2 separate regions of the Sus scrofa genome follow, and region 2 is linked to region 1. Evidence: chromatin contacts called from public Hi-C data. All regions are on one chromosome and are shown on one strand. Each heading gives the region's core, a stretch centred on a gene start, on an enhancer-like site or on the middle of the called end of the contact. The rest is flanking DNA. Distances are from core to core; before and after follow the strand shown. Region 1 overlaps UTP14A (U3 small nucleolar RNA-associated protein 14 homolog A). Region 2 overlaps LOC106507037 (a long non-coding RNA gene).

Region 1 (4,326 bases), core at 1,629-4,128:
CGGGTGCTTCCATATCCATTCACACACCATCAGCAATTTGAAAGGACCATCCAGACCCCTATAGGATCTACATGGAACACCCAGAGGGCCTTCCAGAAGCTGACTATGCCCAAGGTTGTCACCAAGCCAGGCCATATCATTAAGCCTATAAAAGCAGAGGATGTGGGCTACCGGTCTTCCTCAAGGTCGGACCTCTCTGTCGTACAGAGGAATCCAAAACGACTTTCCATCCGTCACAAAAAACAGCTGAAGCAAAACTCTGTACATTGATTGCTTGAATAATCACACCTCGGTGCCCGGAACCAGGAGCCCCGACTGCTCCTCCACTGGCCCGGTTTTACTCCGAGCTGCAGGATCAGTTCCAAAACTGGCTTAGCACACCATGAGTGTAAAGCCACATTTTAGAAATAAAGGCATTTTTAATCTATTTAATTGGAGTGTATTCTGTGTCGTTTCCCATTTCCTTCAAATCAGACAAGATAGATACCTTTGGATGTTCCCTGCCGCATTTCTCCGGTCACACTTGTCGGGGATCCTTATTTTCTTACCAAGGACTACGTAGTCCTAAATTGGAGTGGAGGAAAGTTGCTCTCGCCTATGATCTTAAATCCATCACATCAGATACAACCATAAACAACCAGGTGAAAGAGTCGGGGTAATAATTAAATATTGTATATTCTTAACCTCTGAACCTAGCAGCAGTATGCTCGAACCAGCTCTGGCTGGTCCTAGGATGGTGCTAAAGCTGGGTTCAGCTTTAAATCTAGCCACTATGATTTTCTTTTCAAAAATGTGAGAGCCTCCCCTGGCTTATACAGGTTGCTCTCCAGAGTAGTTTGCACTTTACTCATTCTTAAGATTGAGCCTTGTCATGGCTCAGCAGTAACAAACTCGACTACTATCCATGAGGATGCGGGTTCGATCCTGGCTTCAGTCAGTGGGTTAAGGATCTAGCGTTGCCATGAGCTTCGGTGCAGGCTGCAGACATGGCTTGGGTCTGGCGTTGCTGTGGTGTAAGCCTTTGGCTGCAGCTCTGATTAGACCCCTAGCCTGGGAACTTCCATATGCCACAAGTGTGGCCCTGAAAAAAAAAAAAAGACTGAGGTTTTACCCTTACTTTACAGATGAGGTAGATAAAGCGTTCCGAAGTAAAGCTCTATTCTCTTCCTAATGCAAGGCCAGCTTCTCACCATTGTTTATAGTTTATTCAGGCATTATTTTGCTATATGGCAGTTCACAGTGGGCTTCTCAGCTCTGAGGAACCTTTCTTTGTGTGACACTATAGAAAGGGCCCCTGAAGCCAAGATTCCTAACAAGGAACTAGAGAAACTCCTCCACTGATTTTGAAAAGACACAACCCCTACTGCGCTTCCCCTCCTGCCTTGGAGATGTGCCCCCAGCCTTTTTAGATCAAGATAGGGGTTAATTTTTGTGTGTCACAGACCCCTCTGAGACTTTGATGCAGTTATGAACCCTGCCCAGGAAAATGCACACACACCTATACCACTTTACACAGTTTCAGGAGGTTTACAGACATGTGGCATCCCCGGGCCAAAAGCTACCTGTGCCACTCGAATTTGCTTTTGCAACTCCCCCCACCTGTATGGCCCTTTTTTTCTGGGGCCGCCACTCTCCAAGTCACTTCCCAAGTGTTTAGACCTCAAGAGTAACTAGTCCCAATGCCTTTGGTTTACAGGTTTAAGATTTCAGAGTGGAGCAATGCACATTAAATTAGTGACTGAGTAAGCACTGGGACCCTAGACGAACTCCGAAGCCAAAAGCCGTGCCATAAATGTCTGTAGAAATTCCCAGTGGCAGTTATGCGCCCCGACTACCATTGCTCATCCTCTCTAGAACCATCCTAGTGCTGAGAAGGGAACTGAATATATTGATAGTGTTTCGAGCCCAAGGAATATTTTTAAGTTATCCATTGGTTTGAGATAATCTGCGATCCGCTTGCTGGTTGACACTTTAAGTCAGTAGCCCGTGAGGGGGAATGGGGCACCTCTGCTCACTCCTGCCTCGTTCACTCTTTCGAGCACAAAGCTGCCACCTCTGTCCCACCCCCACCCCCCAAATCGAAGTACCCAATCAAGTGCCCCCAGTAAAGGGGCCAATCCCCGTCTACTTTCCCGGGACCCTCCTCAGCTCCGTGTGCTCCCGGCGGCCCAGGAGTGATGCAAGCGACCCCATCCTTCAAAGGGGAGGGCAGGCGCTGGAACGTGCTATAAACGACGCCCACTCCCAGCCTTCCAAGCCCCCAAACGGATTCGATTGTTGTTTCGTGGGGCTTTTTTTTTTTCTTTTCTTCCTCCGAACCTCCGAAGTGTTCTCCCTTCCCATTGGCCGGAGCTGCCCCTTGACGCCACCCTGGCCTTGCTCGCTGATTGGTCCATTCTGGATGTGCCCAAGCCTTTTTCCCAGGGTGTGGCCCCCCGCCCCAACAGGGTTCTGACCCCTGGCTCCTCCCTCCCCCCCCAAGCCCCCCTCTCTGTTCCGAATGGTACCGCCCTGGCTCGGCTCCCCCTCGGCCCAGGCCGCTGCCCTTAGGGCCCCCGGACGGGGCGGGGCACGCTGGGGACGGGCAGAGGGCGGTGGTGGCGCCTTCCTGCCGAGCCTGAGGCCGCCCCCGCCACCCTTCTGCAGCCCTCGTAGGTCCCACTTTTCCCTGGGCCGTTTTCGTCTTGCCTTGGTAGCCCCGTCCCGTCTGTGCGGCCCCCACCGTGGTCTTTCGGTCATCCCGATCGGCAGCGTTAAATCCCTGCCCTCAGCGCTCCACACGCGCCCATCCGCCTCCACCCTCGGGTTCTTGCAGCACTCCCTTTCCCCGTGTCTGCTCACCCTTCCCCTCCCAAGCCCGCGGAAGCCCGGGCCCCCCTTCCTCGCGGACTGTCCATCCCCAGGATCCCCCTCCCTGTGTGTGGCCCTTCCTCCCAGCGGCCTCCCCTTCGCGGCTTCCCCTCCCCTTCGTGGCCGGGAGTGCTCCACCCCGACCCACCCCCCTTTCTCCGTACCCCCGCGCTCCCTTCTTATGTTGTCCCTTCACGTCCCTCTCGAAGCCCCTCCCACACCAGCCCCCCCACCTCGTACACACTTACCCCTCCCTCCGAGGCGTCCCCCGGCGCCCCTCCCCTACCCCCGCTAGTCTACGCCCCTCCCACCCACCCCGTCCTTTTGTCTCGTCTTTGGTCTCTAAGTCCCCCGCCCCTCCCTCACTCCCGCCCTCGCTCCCCGCGAGCACGCTCTTATCTTCCCCAGGTCCCGGCGCCCCGCCCCTGGCCGCGCCCCGCCGGCCCCCTCCCTCCCGCGGCCCCATCTCCGCCCTCGGCGCTCCGCCCCCCACCCCCCGCGCCCCGCGGCTCCCGGCCCGCCAGCCCGACCGACCTCCCTGGTTCCCGGCTCGCTCCTCCCGCCGCTGCCGCCGCCGCCGCCGCCGCCGCTGCTCCCCGACCCACCCTTCCCGGGCCGGCGGCTCGCGCTCCCGCACGCTACCCCCGCACACACACGCACTCCCCCCGCCCCGCCTCGCCCGCTCGCCCGCCCAGGCCCTGCGGCGGCCCGGCCCCACGCGGCGCGCAGCCCGCCCTCGGGGGAGCCTCGGCGCCCCGCGGCCACGGGCACCTCGCGGGCCGGCGTTCGGCCCGGGAGCGCTAACGCGGGCCGGGCCGCCCCCCACGCATACACCCAGCCCGGCCCTCGGCGGCCGCCCGGGACGCAGGCGCCCGTCGGAAGTGTTTGGGGGACCAGCGGGCCGCGGCGCCTCCAGCAACCCGGGCCTGGCTGGCGCGCCCTGGGGACTAGCTGCGACCCGACTGCCCGAGATGACTTTACCCGGAGCCTCCTTTGGGCGCCAGCCCCAAACCTGTACCACCAACGCGCAGCGCACAGTTGGGATTCGCAGCTAACGGGTCCGGGGTGGGGGACTGTCCGGAAAATACCCTGAGGGACTGCGGACCGTGAGGCCCGGAGAGGCAAGGGCCGGGGACACGCCCCGGCCACCCAAGGAGAAAGCGCGAGCCCACGCCGCTCGCCTTGGCCCCCGCCTCCTAGAAGCGGGCTTCCCACGGCGCACAGCGATGTTGCCTCTGGCTCTTTGTATCCACCCCACGCGCGTCGAGGATTGAAATTAAACCCTCAATCCGGGGTCGGAGGCACAGCTCAAGTGGACAGGAAACCCAGCAACAGACATGCCAATGGGCACTTTTTTAAAAAGAGTCTGTTTGGCGATGCCCAGGTTGACCGCGTTTCCTTGCCTGCACCTCTTCTCCCAAGCCCTCACTCAGTCTTCCCTTTTTACCCACCAGACTGGAAGCTCTTTGAAGGGGG
Region 2 (4,316 bases), core at 1,632-4,131, 170 kb after region 1:
GCAATAAGGACAGACCCAGGAGAGCTGGGTCCTCGGCACTGGGGATGTGGTGGGGTAATGGGGAGAGGCTGTGAGGGGGACTTAGGCCCCAACTTCACCCATGTCACATCCTGCCAAGGGGCGGTTCTGGGCTGAGGTCTGTACTGTAGGGGGAGGTAGAGGACTCTGCTCTTGCAGGCTTGCCCGAGCCGTGCACGAGACAAGCCCAGCAGGCATGCCCTCAGATCCCCCACCCTGCCCCCAGGGACGGGGGTCTAGGGTGGCTGTCGTGGTGGTTGTTGTTGAATCCAGAAAAATACAACATTTAATGTCTATAAAGGTGCAGTATGAGTCATTTCACGGAATGTCTAGGCCCCTTCACTGGCAGCAAACAAACTTTCCAGCCCTCTTTTGAGGAAGCCGTCCAACTGGGCTGCTGCTGCTGGTTTGTGTGTGAGGGCGTGAGAGTGTGTGTGTGGGTCTGTGTGTGGGATGGGTCTCTGGAGGGCCTTGCCTGCATATGTGTGAGTCCGTGTGTGTCCCTTCAGATGTGAGTGAGAGTATAACTGTGCCCTGAGTGTGTGTGTGTGTGCGGGTGTGTGTACCCGGACACACACGGGCTCGACTCCTGGATGTGAGGGGCAAGTCCCCTCGTGCATGCATGTGTGTTTGTGCAGGGCATGTGCATGTGTGTGTCTGCAAGGCAGTGTGGTTTGTGAGCCTGTGCGTCTGAGGTTGTCTACGTGTACATTTTTTCCTGGTCGCAGCCAAATTATCTTCCCATCTCTCCCCTCACAAAGTGAAGGACTGGCTGAGGGAAGTCTAAAGCGGGGGCAGCTGGGGAGGGGAGAGGGGCTGGAGGGAAACCAAAGCAATTCCACTGTCGGAGGAAAGTGTCAGCCAAGGATGAAACTGAAACCGAGGCAGCAGCTCGAAGGCACCAGCACCCTGGGATCGTCCAGGGGCTTCGGTTCCTCCCACTCCCCCGCCTCCTCCAGCCGGCTGTGGAAATTAGTCAGCCTGAAATTCCCATCCCTGCAGCCTCGACTTGGGGTTGAGACAGCGAGGCCCGGGCTAGAAATTGGCCCGTGGTTAGCACGTGACCCCATTAGCGCCCATTATCACATTAACACAAATTAGTCTATCAGATCCTCTCCCAGTCACCTAGTGGGGCCCAGGGCCAGGCTGGAGTGAAAGGCTGCAGTGCAGGCCCCGCTCTGGGAGGAGAAGCCAGCATGTGGGCATCAAGGGAGGGGGCGGGCCCAGGACTGTGGCAGGTCAGGCTAGGGACAGAAAGAGGAGACAGGGGACATCAAGCTTGGACAATACAATCCTTTTCCTAGGTCGTGCTCTGGGAGGAGACACCTTGGGGAGGGGGTTGGTAGAAAGGAGGGGGTTTCCAGGAATAGCTGGGCACCGCCCTGTAGGAAGGAGGCCCGGGCTCTGAGGTCTGGGCGGGAGACAGTCGGTATTTCTCCTGGCACACAGTGAAACCTGGGAACGTTTAGGATCCTTTGGGGTTTTTTTTTCCCCCTTTCCTCTTCTTTATGGAAAAATCCTTAGATAACTTTCTCAGATGGCTTTGGACATCCTGAGAGCAGCAGGGCTGGACTGATTGACAGAGGAGAAGAGGCACCAGTACAGGGCACAGCTTTCACATCTTGGCACAGAGAAGGGAGACACACTCTACCCATATATTTATATGTAAAGTTGTATCATGGGAAGAGCCAGCTACCAGAACCTCTGGAAAGGGTGAGGCTGGAGCCCCCAGCAACGTTTTTTTTTTTTTTTTTTTTTTTTTTTTGCAGCTTAAAGGTGCCTGGCCACAGGTTATTTTTGTGCCCTGATACTCTCAATATGTTAACTAACCAGCCACCACATAACCATGAACCAACACGGGAAGGTCAGCTGCATCATGACTTCTAGAGCTCGGGGCCTCCACGGAGGTAAGGCCCAAAGCTCTATCAACCAAGGCCAAGGCTGCAAGTTTGAGCCCCAGATGGGCCTCTTTGCTTTTTTTCTTACATAGCTGCTGAAGACCGGATTGACGAGCACAGAAGAATCCCTCACCATCGCCCTACATCCAGCCCAAGGCTGAGCCCCTACCCCTATCCAGCCAGAACCCTAGTCCCAGACTGCGCCCCCACCCCAGCCACAGTCTGTCCCTTTGCAGGAGACGCATTCTTGGTCTCAAAGGAGCCAAGCTGGAGAGTGGCTTTTCAGCGAAACCCACCCCTAGCACCCGAGACGCGACTCAGAGTTTCCATTCCGCTGCCTGCGGGTCAAGAGGGCCATCCCCAGAGAGGAAACGCTGCCCCTAAACCGCGATCCCTGAGCTGGAGGCGAGCCTCCCCGAGCTCCGGGGGCCCGGGAGGCGGCCGGAGGGACCCTGAAGCACGCACCAGACGGCCTCACGCCGGGACGCTATCGCAACAGGTCGGCTCTCCAGACTCTGCCGCCACTCGGGTGGGAGCGCCGGGCCCGAGGAGCAGTGGGGGTTGTGGCGGCCCCTCCCCACCCCCTTGCTCGACCCTCCCGCTCTGCACCCCCGGGATTCCCGCGGGGACCGAGCTCCCCACCCCGAACCCCAGCAGCGCGCCCAGGGCGCCTCTGCAGCGCCACCTGCAGGCGGAACGCGCGCCGCGCCGCGTCTCTGGCCGAGGCGGGAACTGGCGGCCGAGCGGGCGGAGGAGGAGACCGTGAGAGGTCCGTTCTGCTGGCCCGAGCGGTCCCCGTTCGCCAGCGGCTTCCTCGCTCCGTGCCGGCTCCGAGAGCCTGGCCAGCCCGAGCCCCGTCCCGTACCCCGCCTGGCGCTCCGACCTTCCACTCCTGCCGCTGCATCGGAGCGGCCTCCTCCCCCGGGCGCCTCTTGGGAAGCAGTGAAGTCACACGGAGCCCGACCCGCTGACTCATGAGAATCCTCCCTCCTCTCCGGCAACACCCCTTGAAACTTCCCCTGAATCCCTTCTTTCCTGCCCCTCCCCCCCTTCCTCGAACCCCGTCGGGCGAGCTGGGGGGCTGCTCCGGACTCCTGGGGTAGGACCCGGTGGGACAGCTGGGAGGCGAGTGGCGGACGGGAGTCCCCGCGGAGACCTCCGCGCTCGGCCCGCCTCGCCGTTCTGGGGCGCACAGGGGATGCCCCGGAGGGAAGCGCACGTTTGCAACTTTGAGCAGAACTCCCATCAAAGTATCCTTTTTGCAGTTATCCACCTCGGGGCTTCAGGACTGGCTGGGGAGTTCACTTGGAAGCTGAGGTCTCTTTGGAACCTCTTGTGCCAATGAACAGGCCAGCATATGGGCTGGCGCCACCAAGGGGACAAATGTGGAGTGCTCTGAGCCTTGGGCCGCCCTCGACCCCTGCATTAAGTCAAGCGGATCCATCGCTTGAGAGGCTGCTATAGCCTTCCTCCAAGTTCCCTAGAACTTGGTACTGGCCCAGGCCAGGCTGAGGTGGGGGTGACTTTGAGGCCACCGAGTCCCTGTTTTCACTACCAGTCTCTGCCCCACCCCCGAACTGTGCTTCTAGTTTGAAGACTCCCACGCAGGGTTGCTTGGGATATTTGTCTCAATAAAGGGGAGCCTCAGGCCCGGACGAGAGAAGGCTTCAAGCTGGAGGGGTTCTGCAGGCCTGCTCTGAAACACCTAATACTCTCCTTTCCTTCTTGAGGGACAGAGATCCTTAAATATCCTTTTCCACCCAGCAAATCAGGGGGCTGGATTTTCTCTCCCTGTATGCAGTTTCCTTTTGTCTCTCCTGTAAGAGCTGGGTGGTGAAACTTGCAAACTTCCTGGCTCACTTGTCTCTGCACTTTGGGGCACAGCTTTGCCAAGGCCATGGCCAATGTGGAAATGGCCATGGACTGAGAGCAAAGGGGGTGTACAGGGTAGTCTTGGGCTTTGGGGCTTTATGTGGAATGAGGGGGGTTACTTGATGCTGAGAACTAATTATCTCAGCATCAAGTTGAAAGCTGCCTGGGTTATGGTGGCTGTTCACCAGCCAGCTCTGCAGAGTGTGTTTGTTGGAGATTGGGAGCCACAATGGTTGGGTAGGAATATATGTGCTAGGATCATGGCTGAGAATAGTTTCACCACAGAGCCTTCCTGGGGAAATTCTGGGCTTGAAGCCAGTCTTTTTTAGGGGCTAAAGGATGTCACCTTGCATGTTAAGGCTGTCAAACTCCCCATGGAGAGCAAATCAGGCAAGGAGCAATGTCTAGGGGCCTAGGTCTAGATGTAACTTGTTAGGTCAAAGAAAAATCATAACACTCAAACTAAAACAAACAAACAAACAAAAAGAACCTGTAAATCAAGTTGGGCCAAAGGAACTGCAGAGGCAA

Evidence for each region. Hi-C and Micro-C count contacts between places; a contact is called where the count stands out from the background.
Region 2: a Hi-C map of fetal liver shows a contact between it and region 1, with 2.3 times the contacts expected there. The contact joins two enhancer-like sites. A contact is called at or near these places in 1 of 5 promoter capture datasets (liver), 4 of 47 Hi-C or Micro-C datasets (alveolar macrophages, embryonic fibroblasts, fetal liver and 1 more) and 2 of 2 datasets of contacts at active chromatin or transcription factors (alveolar macrophages and skeletal muscle).

What each region holds. Positions count from the first base shown.
Region 1 is chrX:106,499,958-106,504,283 of Sscrofa11.1, forward strand. UTP14A (U3 small nucleolar RNA-associated protein 14 homolog A) reads left to right here. Exons shown (of 15, transcript XM_003135366.4): 15 at 1-432. The coding sequence ends at 270. Among named protein-coding and RNA genes, the nearest start is that of UTP14A, 23 kb to the left of the region's middle. Within about 2 kb of position 2,879, at least 61 of the 83 cell types and tissues checked have an H3K27ac peak or open chromatin away from gene starts, as enhancers often do. A contact at or near this core is called in alveolar macrophages, fetal liver, retroperitoneal adipose tissue and 1 more, where this site is marked.
Region 2 is chrX:106,666,325-106,670,640 of Sscrofa11.1, forward strand. LOC106507037 (a long non-coding RNA gene) reads left to right here. Exons shown (of 4, transcript XR_002340829.1): 2 at 1,788-1,925; 3 at 2,153-2,415. Among named protein-coding and RNA genes, the nearest start is that of ELF4, 7.1 kb to the left of the region's middle. Within about 2 kb of position 2,882, at least 29 of the 83 cell types and tissues checked have an H3K27ac peak or open chromatin away from gene starts, as enhancers often do. A contact at or near this core is called in alveolar macrophages, fetal liver, retroperitoneal adipose tissue and 1 more, where this site is marked.